Linked DNA regions of Pan troglodytes: regions 1 and 3 are each linked to region 2. A link is a contact called in public Hi-C data. All regions are on one chromosome and are shown on one strand. The core of a region is the stretch at or near the end of the contact, and the rest is flanking DNA. Distances in the headings are between cores, read along the strand shown.

Region 1 (3,505 bases), core at 387-2,886, 280 kb before region 2:
GGATGGAGTGAGCCTGGGAGTTCGAGGCTGCAGTGAGCCATGATCGTGCCACTGCACTTAAGCCTAGACAACAGAGTGAGATCTTGTCTCAAAATAAATAAATACAATAAAATGAAAAGCCTTATGACCATTGCAAGGGCTTTGGCTTCTACTCCAAATTAGTTGGGTTTTAAGCAGAGGAACAACATGCTTGAATTTGCAATACTTTTAAAGGACTCTTCTGGCTGCTGTTTTGAGATTAGGTAATAAGGAATCAAGGTGGAGAATGGGGGAGAGCAGTTAGAAAGCAACTGGAAGAACCCAGGTGAGGGACGAGATGGTGCATGGGCCCTCGGGGGTGGTGTGGGATGTGCTAAGATCCATTCTGAAGGCAGCGATAAATCTGTTGTTGATGGGGAGTTTGAGGAAGGGGTCGAGAATGGCTCCCAGCTTCTGGTCTGAGTGACTGGAAGGATGGTGTTGCCATTTCCTGAGATAAAGAGGGCTGTGGAGGCACCGATGAAGGGCCAGGGGAGCTTGGTCTGGACCTGGAAAGTTGGAGATGCCCATTGGACCCCCAGGTGGAAACACTGAGTAGGCGGTTGGATCCAGGAGAGGAGGTGCTGGCTGGAGACAGAACACAGAAGTCCTGGATGCCAGGGGAAGAGACAGGCTCCAGGTAGGAGAGAGTGACCAGTTGTGCTGTTGGAAGAGGAACATTGAGAGTCGGCCATCGGGTTGGATCTGGAAGTTGCGTGTGACATTGTCGAGGGAAGCTTTGGTGAAGTGAGGGGGTGGGCAGCCTGCTGGCGGACAGGGATGGAGATGACAGGGAGAGTCAGTATTTTCAGGAGTTTCAGTCTATGGGGAAGCATAAAAATGGGGTGATGGCTGGAGGGGAGAGGGAAGGGATCAAGAGAGGGTTTTTTTAAATGGGAGAAATAACTGTATTTGCATGGTGATGAGAGTGATCCACTAGGGCGAGGGAAATTGGCAACGCAGTATTTACACTCAATTGTATTCTGCTCTAGATGGTCAGAGTATGGGTGATTTTTGTTTTCTCCTTGTGCTTTCCACTATTTTCCAAATTATCTAACATGAATATTTATTAATTTTGTAATCAGAAAAAAAGCCATTAAAAGCCACAGAGCTGATTGCTCAAGTGAAGTTTTTCCATGGTGACTCATCCTAGGGAAAAAAAAAAAAAAAAAAAAAAAACCAAAGGGCTGAAAAGAACGAGGTGAAGAAAAATTAAATGCAAATAGAGCTCGCTCGGAATCAGATAATTTCTTGCCTGGCCCACTGCAATTTCCTCACCACCCTCCTGCCTGTCAGTCTCTCCCTGGTCCTGTCCCCAACTCAACACTGTCACTGCCAGGGTGGTTTTTCTGAAATGCAAATCTGATCATGTGAAAGCACCTCCCATGACTCCCCCCTAGTTGTCAGGATAAAATCCTGACCTCGTCACATGGTGGAGGGCACTCTTTGTGATGGAGTCTGGCTTCATCACCAATCGGGGTGGGGGCCCCCCTTCCTCTGGCCAGCCCCCCCTCACCTGCTCTTCAGCGCACCGTAATTACCGCCTTCTCAGAAGCACGGCGTGCAGTGCCTCTTGTATGCGCTCCCATAGCAACCGCCCTCACTCCATCAGCCGCTCATCCACTCCATTGTAACCACCGATTTACCCCCCTCCATCCCCGGCCCCCGCGACCCTCCAGCTGTCCTGGATACAGGGCCAAGTTTTTTATCTCTGTGTTTCCAGCCCCTTGCCCGATGCACAGCACACAGTAGGGCTCTCTGTGTCTGGGAGTGGAATGAATGGCCCTGCCTCATGTTTCTCAAGCATCCCTCTGATCACAGGGCAGAGGGAGGGAGAGATTCCAAAATCTCCCCTGCCTCTGGCCAAAGTGAAAACTAGCATCGAGGTTTTCCAGCCTGGTCCTAGCCACCAAACACGACCACTCCTCTTTCCTTTCCTCCTCCTAATGAATGTCTATTAGTTCCACTGACATTTATCAAGCCCCAACGAAGCAGCAGGTCCTATGGTAGGTACTGGGGTAGGAAGATGGATACGGAGCGTGGAGCTGAACCTTGGCTGAGGGGAGGGGGCCAGAGGAACAAAGACCCACATGTGAATAAGGTCGTGCCTGTCCTGAACTCCCCAACCGAGCAAGTCATTCAGCAGACAACCGCAGAGGGCCCACCCTGCAGGGGACATTGCCAAGTACTTGGCTGAGGGGATCCAGAGGACAGGGAGACAATCGGGCCCGTGCATCTGTATCTGAAATACAAGACTGGACGCCAGCAACCCAAGGGGTGCAAAGCTCTTCCGGTCCTGTTAGCAAATCTCAGCTTCCCTCCTCCTGGACCCCTCCCCATCATCAATCCCTCAACACATCAACACATCAGCCACCCCACCCCCAGCTCCCTCTAAGCCAAAATATGATCTCAAGCATGGCAGTGAGTGCTTGATCCCTGCAGGAAGAGCGAGTTGGTGAAAATCCTGCCTGGCTGGATCAAGGCTAAGAGGTCAGAGCATTTTCCTGAGAGGGAGGGCAAAGCCCTAGAGGGACTCGGGGCTGCGGATGTGGGGAGAGGACAGGCTAAATCCAGTGGGGGAGGCTCAGAGGGGACTCTGGGGCCGTCCCTGATGTGCAGAAATCAACAGAAAGTTTTTAGAGACCTCTGTGTGTCTGTTTGCCAAATGCTGCGGAGTTCCCAGGGTGGGGCTGAACCAGGGAAATGGAAACTTCAAAATAGAGGCCTGGGCTAAAAATGAGAATTCAGTTCTATTTCTTTTGATGTGGTAGCCTGTTTTGTCTGCGGGAGTTTCCCCATTTTTGTTTGTGGGGGATTTCATTAGAGAAATATCCCACCCCCACACGTTGAGCGGGAAACAGATGTGCCTGATGAGGGATAAAGGTCTTTGAAAGGACCAAAGTTCCCCAGCCCTGTGCTCGCATGGGAACGGAATGCTGCCTGATGCGTTGATCCCCTGACATACGGTGTCAAGTGTGTGCGCTCCGGGAGGCTCTGTGTTCCCACAGTCGGAGCCCTTAGGGGAGATTAGCGCCATACAACAAGGTTGGGAATGAATCTTTATGGATACAGTTCCACAGGTACACGACCAGCAGCAGCAGCTGCAGAAAGATGCAGCCGGAGAGGCTTAACCAATGAGTGGTACCCACGAAGATCTCTAGGAAGGAGGCTGTGCTACCAGCACCTTTCAGGGGCTCTTTAGGATATACTGGAAAATAGAACAATTGAAATAGAATTTCATGACGTTCAGAAAAGATGCAGGGAAAGCAGCAGGGAGACTGGGGTGTCCAGGATGAAGGCTACCTTTGTCCTACCCAAGAGCAGGTCTGTAGCTGCTTCTCCCAAAGCGGTTCCTCTGGGAGAATCCTGCCTGGGGGGATGCCCCGTGCGGAGAGCCAAGCGGTGGAGGTTGGGGGAAGTGAACCACAGCAGTGCTCTGAACCACACAATGCTCTTTCACCATTTCCCAATCCTCTGAAGTAAAGCC
Region 2 (3,479 bases), core at 87-2,586:
CTAGAAGTATAAGGCACAGTCTTAAGCACAATTCAAAAAAACCAATTCATCATGTTCTCAAAACTCATCAGCTAAACAAATATATCACTAATATAATCAATATTATTCACAAAAAACACGATGAATAATTAACACATCATTCCTGATAGTTCTTTTCATAGTAAAAATAAGCTTGCCCAGTGGGATATTTGACGTTCTCTGCATTATTTAATTCCCTACCTTCCTTCTACTAGATTGAATATTCAATTACAAACGTACCTCTTTAAAATTGTCTACACATACATATCCACTTGATTTTATTTTGTTTTCAAAAGCATCTGAACTCAAGGCTAGGGCACTGTAGACCAAAATGTCAAATAATTGTATTGGGTACATTTTTCCAATTCTCAGTTGTTTTTATATTGGAAACACAGCATAATTGTGTCACTAAGTATATTTTTGATCTTCACTTTCTCCCCTTAAAACCTAGACACCATTATCCTGTCTCTGAACATTCCAAAATATTAATAATCCAACTAGTTTTCCCTAATCCTCTAGGTTCTCTTTCCCATACACTCCCCAAACACTCCCCCACCCCTTTCTTCCGTTTCAGAATGCCTCTTACACACACACCCCGTGTAGTTTTTACAAAATCACTCCTTGGAATGCGCTTCCCTCTTCTCTCCTTAACTTGGCACCCTTTTTGAAATAATTTCCCACAGCTAGGCGCCAATGTCTTTCATTTACAAGATCAAACTGCGGAAGGGGAAGAGATTGGGAATCGAGTAACCGAAACATTTGGAAATGTCAATGAGACAGTGGCCTCTCCTTTGAAAAGAAAACAAAACTCTCAGCACAGAGCTTTCAACAGAGCACAGATACTTTTCTTCGCTGTGCTCCTGTTCCCTCCCTGACCTCAAAGACACCTTCCCTTTTCTCTGATCCCCAGTCCCTCTGCTATGCGTGGGGCCTGCCTTTCCTCCTCCCAAGGAAAAGAAAGCCAGGGAGAAAAAGAAAAGGTAGCAGTAACCTTCCCGCCCGCCGCGCCCGCAAGCGGTCAGGACCCTGTCCCACGACTCACCTGGCAGGTGCGGCCGCCCGGAGAGTTGCACGAAGCGGTTGAGCTGGCCAGTCCCCCGACCCCCGCTGCCCCCACTGCCCCCGCCGGCCCCGCTACCTCCGCCACCAGCGCCGGCGGCGCCTCCTCCCCTCCGGCGGTTCCTGTCCCAGCCCTGGGCGGCCGACATGACCCGCTAACGATTGCCGCAGCCCGGTCCCGTCAGCGCCTGACCCAGCGGAACCAGCGGAGCCTCCTTCCTGGGCTCCTCCAGAGACCCAGGAGACAGGGGAAGGGGGCAGCGCCCGGTCCCACCAGAGACCAATGACTTACCGCCTTGGTGAAAGGCAGCCAATGGTCAGTCGTTTTCTTGGTAGGTGGCGGGAGGCGGAGAGAAACGTGGTAACCATAGCTATGGCTAAAAAAAAAAAAAAGTAGGGGGAGAGAAAGGCAGAAGCAGCCACTCCTAGCTCTCATCGTCCGAGCTGGGCTGGCCGGCGTTACCCCGACTCCTGCGGGGCCAGGCGGGCCAATCGAAGGCCGAGTGTCAGAGGCCGCGCCTGCGGAAAGACTCCCGGGGACGGCCAGTGCCTCAGTCTTGGTTAGGATTCAGGAACTTTTTCCCATAAACATTGCAATCAGACACTGGATATACGCATAATACACATATTTGGGGGCAAGACGGTATTCTGCCAGCTTTTCAGACTGAGATCCCATTCACTGACGGTTGACACACACAAAGGGCTTGCTTGGGGTCCGGGTAGGTGAGGGGACCCAGGGGCGGAGTCAAAGCTAAAATGTAAGAACCAGATATTCCTGGGTTTCATTTGTCTTTCAGTCGGATTAGCTGCATTCGTCCCTGTATAAGCCACGTCCCAATCAAACAGTTTTAAACCTGGTTAACAAATATGGGAAAATGTTCACTCTCACCTGTAATCTTAGAAATACAAAATAAAACCCCGATGAGAAACCATTTCTGGTTTATTACATCAGTAAAGACTTTTCAAATAACACCTGGCAGTGTGTGGAATGCCAAGAAAAAGGTATTCTCATAGATGGCTGATGGCTCTGTAAATATTTTTGTTCGCTCAAACTCCTTTTGGCTAGTAGAAAATTTTAATCAGCTTGGAAGATATATAATCAAAAGGAAATGTAAAATTAAATAAAAGGCAGCAACGGGTATGGAAGATCAAGATCAAAGAAAATTTTTAATGTGCCGATCAGGAGTTTCTATTGTTCCAAAATTAAACAGAAATTTTGGCTTGAAACTTACTGGGCGCAATGCAAACTGGGAAAACAGACTATACACTGATGTTTCTGAATGATACGGAAAAAGCATATCAAATTCCTCAAGGGAAACAAAACTTTTCAAGGTCCTTAGATGTGACAGATTTTTTTTTCTTTTGCATTAGAAGAACCTTACATGGTTGCAGAGAAAAAAAAGAAACTCTGCTGGAGCTGAGGACAAATACCCTTTGTACCTGGTGTGCAAATTTCTGGTCGCCACTGGCACTGCCTCCTTGTTTTCCTACTTCCAGTCCCTGTAGGCAGAAATGTTTTAGTCACTAGCACCATAGCACACTGCTTATGAAAATGTTTGAGACTTGAAAAAAAAAAAAAAGCCTATGGTTCTAAAATATAAAAACCAAAATTAATATATGTTAACTCCTTTTTTTTTTTTTGAGACGGAGTCTTACTCTGTCGCCGAGACTGGAGTGCAGAGGCATGATCTCGGTTCACTGCAACCTCTGCCTCCCAGGTTCAAACAATTCTCCTGCCTCAGCCTCCCAAGTAGCTGGGATTAGAGGCATGTGCCACCACACTCTGCTAATTATATTTTTAGTAGAGATGGGTTTTCACCATGTTGGCCAGGCTGGTCTCCAACTCCCCATCTCAGGTAATCCACCTGCCTTGGCCTCCCAAAGTGATGGGATTACAGGTGTGAGCTGCTGCATCTGGCCAGTTTTTTATGTATATAGGCAAAATGCAGTCTTACACATATTACATGTTTAACCTGTCTAATCCTCACAGAAATCCTATGAGATGCTGTTTTCCCAATTTGCAAAGCAAATTTGTAGAGATAGGGCAGTGTGTGGGGATGAGGGGGTGGTTTTGCCTTGTTGCTCCGGCTAGTCTAGAACTCCTGGCCTCAAGCCATCCTCCTTCCTTGGCATTCTAAAGCATTGGGTTATAGCCATGAGCACCACGCCCAGCCAAAGTAGATTCTTAAGTAACACTTTTTAATTAATCAACTGGGAGAGATGAAATAAGAAAATAACATATAAAGTTTTGGTTGGGCGTGATGGCTCATGCCTGTAATCCTAACACGTTCTGTAATCCCAACCCTTTGGGAGGCCGAGGTGGGTGGATCACCTGAGGTCAGGAGTTCAAGATCGCCTGGCCAACATGGTGAAACCCGGTCTCTACGAAAAATTCAAAAAAA
Region 3 (3,551 bases), core at 996-3,495, 350 kb before region 2:
CTCAAGTGATCCACCTGCCTCGGCCTCCCAAACTGCTGAAATTACAGGCATGAGCTACAGTGCCCAGCCTTTCTTTTTCTTTATACAGTTATTTTAGCTATTTTAATTCCCTTGCCTTTCCATATGAATTTTAGAATAATCATATTTACATTTACTTTTTAAACGCTGTGATTTTTATAGGAGTTGCATTAAGCCTGTTTGTTAACATGGGGAGAATTGACATATTTACTATGTTGAGTAACCACTAATCTACTTTCTCTATCTATGGATTTGGCTATTCTGAACATTTCGTGTAGATGCAATCATACAGTATGTAGCCTTTTATGTCTGGCTTCTTTCACTTAGTGAAATGTTTTCAAGATTCATCTATGCTGTAGTATGTGTCGGTTCTTCATTCCTTTTTATTGCCAAATAATCTTCTGTTGTATAGCTATTCCACATTTTGTTTACCCACTCATCAGTTGATGGACATTTGGGTTGTTTACACTTACTGGACATAGTGCTGCTAAGAACATCAGTGTACAAATTTATGTGTGAACATGTGTTTTTAATTCTCTTGGGCATATACCTAGGACTTGAATTGCTTTTCATATGGTAACTGTATGTCTAATTTTTTGAGGAACTGCCAAACTGTTTTCCACAGCAGCCACACCACTTCACATTCCCAGCAGCAATGTAGGAGGGCTCTATTTTCTCCACATCATCACCAATGCTTGTTATTGTTCATCGTTTTGATTACCATCTTTGTGGGCATGAAGTGGTATATTATTATGGCTTTGATTTGCATGTTCCTAATGACTGATAATGTTTGAGCACCTTTTTATGTGCTTTTTGGCATTTGTATATCTCTTATGGAGAAATGTCTATTCAAATCATTTGCCCATATTTATGTTGGGTTATTTTTCTTCTTATTTGTTGAGTTATAAAAGTTCTTTTGGCTGGGCGCAGTGGCTCACACCTGTAATCCCAGCACTTTGGGAGGCCGAGGCAGGTGGATTGCCTTAGCTCAGGAGTTCAAGACTAGCCTGGGCAATACGGTGAAACCCTGTCTCCACTAAAATACAAAAAAATTAGCCAGGCGTGGCAGCATGCACCTGTAGTCCCAGCTACTTGGGAATCCGAGGCAGGAGAATCGCTTGAACCCAGGAGGCGGGGGTTGCAGTGAGCCAAGAAGGCACCACTGCACTCCAGCCTGGGTGACAGAGCGAGACTCCGTCTCCAAAAAATAAAAATAAAAAAAGAGTTGTTTTATATATTCTGGATACTAGAGTCTTGTCAGAAATATGATTTGCAAATATTTTCTCCCATTCTGTGGGTTGTCGAGGGTTTTCTTTTTCTTAGCTGGAGGAGTAGCTAAGTACATCTACCCCATCTTTCTGGAAGCAGAAGTCTCCCAAACTAGTCTTGTAAAGCTTTTGGAAGGGCCAAAGTGTGTTTCATTGCTTAAAACTCACAGTATTTTAAAGTCAGTGTGGGAGAGAAATCTTATTCTAGTGTTCGATTTTTTTTGTTGTTTCAAATTTAGAAATTATTCTAAAGTCAGTTTAGGGGAGAGATTTTTATTTTAATGCTTATATTTCTGTGCATTTTTGTGACTTACCTCCCTGTGTATTCAGAAAAAGTTTTCTACCTGGTGTGCAGCAGCCTATGCATTATGTGCCAAGGTACAGATCCCTGCAGCCCTTTAGCCAACAGGGCCTGGATCAACCCAAACCCAGCATTGTATCCACATTTTATCATTGTATGTGTATCATGAGGTGAAAAGGGTGAGGAGTTAAGAAAACAGAAAAGGGACCTTATAGCCCAAGTAAGAGTACAGAGTTTCTACCTGTGGTTTGTTTTTAAGCTCTGCAGTCAGAGCATTGGAAATAGGCACAGGAATGAGTGAGCATTTCTCATTTTTAGGCTAAATAGATGGGTCTTTCATCTTTTCTTACCAAACAGCAAGCAATTCAGAGTAATCACAAGAAATCAAGAATTTCGTGATATCTCCTGTCTTCACCCAAATCACATTCTACTGAGTTCTTCAAAGACTGCTATCTTCCTCCTAGTTAAAGATTATTTTTTGTTTTTATACCTCTGGCTCTGCTTCTCATATGAACTCAAACACTGAGAGCAGCCATGGCTAGAAATCTCAGAATTATTTTGAACTTCAAATATTTCTTTTGTTCCATAGGTGCCTGTGTGTATCTTACCAGCTCCCCAGCACTGCCAGACTGTGCCATGAATGGATTATGCTTCTGATGAAATCCCTGGCTGCGTTTTGTTCAGTCACCACCGCAGGGTTCTTGTATATTCTCAAGCACCCTCTCTGGGTTTCTGTTTTGCAGCACTGCAGGCTGATTAAGGGACACTTTCCAAACCACAGGGCTCTCCCTTTATTAGTCCCCACAGTCTTTCATTGGCTGCATTGTCCTCCCATTTCTATCTATATTCAATCTAATTTCCAATTTCTTTAGCTTTCTGAAATTCTGTAGGCTTTCTCCACTCAGTCTTTTCTAGCCTTATTTTTGTCTTTTAAAAATTCACCTTCCTTTTATTATCTCTAGACAAACTATTCATTCCCTCTTTTCTTCTTTAGGCTTTACTTTTCCTGAATATTTGCTAATAGCCTTGACTGTAAGCATCAAACTCATTATAGACTAGGTACTCTTCATTTTTATTTGTTGTTTAATTCTGTTTCTTCCGTCAAAGGAAGAAATATATGTGAAAGGCTTTTATAAACCAGAAAGCACTATACACACATATCACTTATTGAGGTTAACAAAGGACCACTGTGCCTCTTTTCATGCTTTCTGCTCTTCCGAGCCAAGAGAACTTCTCCATAGAGGAGGGAAATATTGAAGAAAAATAAAGCCATGGAGTTGTCTCTTAGCAACTGAGTTCGTGCCTTATAAATCTCATCTACTTTAGATTACTGCTGCACAAAATCACTTGCTTTTCTTATTGGCTCAGTATAAATAATGTTATTAAATTATAGGAAAACAATGGAAAAAATCTAATGAATGACTCATTCACTCAATCAGTTGCACTCTGTTTGCACAGCACTGTTGCTATAGTCGGGTTGTTTCTTCCTCTTGATTCTAATTGTAAAGTTTTGTTATATATCTTTTATCACAACTTTAGTTGTAAGTAAACAAAGTAGAAGCTAAATGCTACCTTATACATTTATAGGTTGCTTAAGTCGTGAAGCAATATGAGTCATATATGTAGCACATAACATATACTGTATATAAGTCAAGTTGTACATAGTTTAAAGAAAATCAGGTGTGCAGAAACTCAGACCAAATTGGGAAGTATTTGCATTATAAAATAACTCATTATAAGGATTTTTCAGATAGTAGATCTCCATAGTAAATTTCATTCAGCAAATATATATTTTTCCTATTTATTTATTTATTTATTTATTTATTTATTTATTTATTGAGATGAAGTCTCGCTCTGTTGCCCAAGCTGGAGTGCAGTGGCGTGATCTCGGCTCACTGCAACCTCTGCCTCCCAGGTTCAAGCGATTCTTCTGCCTCAGCCTCCTGAGTAGCTGGGACTACAGG

The links. A called contact is a pair of places that touch in the nucleus more often than the background predicts.
Region 1: a Hi-C map of stem cell-derived neural progenitor cells shows a contact between it and region 2, with 5 times the contacts expected there. The contact joins the enhancer-like site here to the promoter of KLHDC10 in region 2. A contact is called at or near these places in 1 of 7 Hi-C or Micro-C datasets (stem cell-derived neural progenitor cells) and 1 of 1 datasets of contacts at active chromatin or transcription factors (stem cell-derived excitatory neurons).
Region 3: a contact with region 2 is called in a Hi-C map of stem cell-derived neural progenitor cells, with 5 times the contacts expected there. The contact joins the enhancer-like site here to the promoter of KLHDC10 in region 2. A contact is called at or near these places in 1 of 7 Hi-C or Micro-C datasets (stem cell-derived neural progenitor cells) and 1 of 1 datasets of contacts at active chromatin or transcription factors (stem cell-derived excitatory neurons).

Annotation. Positions count from the first base shown.
Region 1 is chr6:145,713,417-145,716,921 of NHGRI_mPanTro3-v2.0_pri, reverse strand. The region is part of intron 4 of CPA5 (carboxypeptidase A5); the gene reads right to left. Among named protein-coding and RNA genes, the nearest start is that of CPA5, 7.5 kb to the right of the region's middle. Within about 2 kb of position 1,636, at least 14 of the 24 cell types and tissues checked have an H3K27ac peak or open chromatin away from gene starts, as enhancers often do. A contact at or near this core is called in stem cell-derived excitatory neurons and stem cell-derived neural progenitor cells, where this site is marked.
Region 2 is chr6:145,430,975-145,434,453 of NHGRI_mPanTro3-v2.0_pri, reverse strand. It overlaps KLHDC10 (kelch domain containing 10), which reads right to left and starts at 1,336. Exons shown (of 10, transcript XM_519376.6): 1 at 1,061-1,336. The coding sequence starts at 1,226.
Region 3 is chr6:145,782,360-145,785,910 of NHGRI_mPanTro3-v2.0_pri, reverse strand. All of the region lies in intron 2 of CEP41 (centrosomal protein 41), which reads left to right. Among named protein-coding and RNA genes, the nearest start is that of CEP41, 19 kb to the left of the region's middle. Within about 2 kb of position 2,245, at least 11 of the 24 cell types and tissues checked have an H3K27ac peak or open chromatin away from gene starts, as enhancers often do. A contact at or near this core is called in stem cell-derived neural progenitor cells, where this site is marked.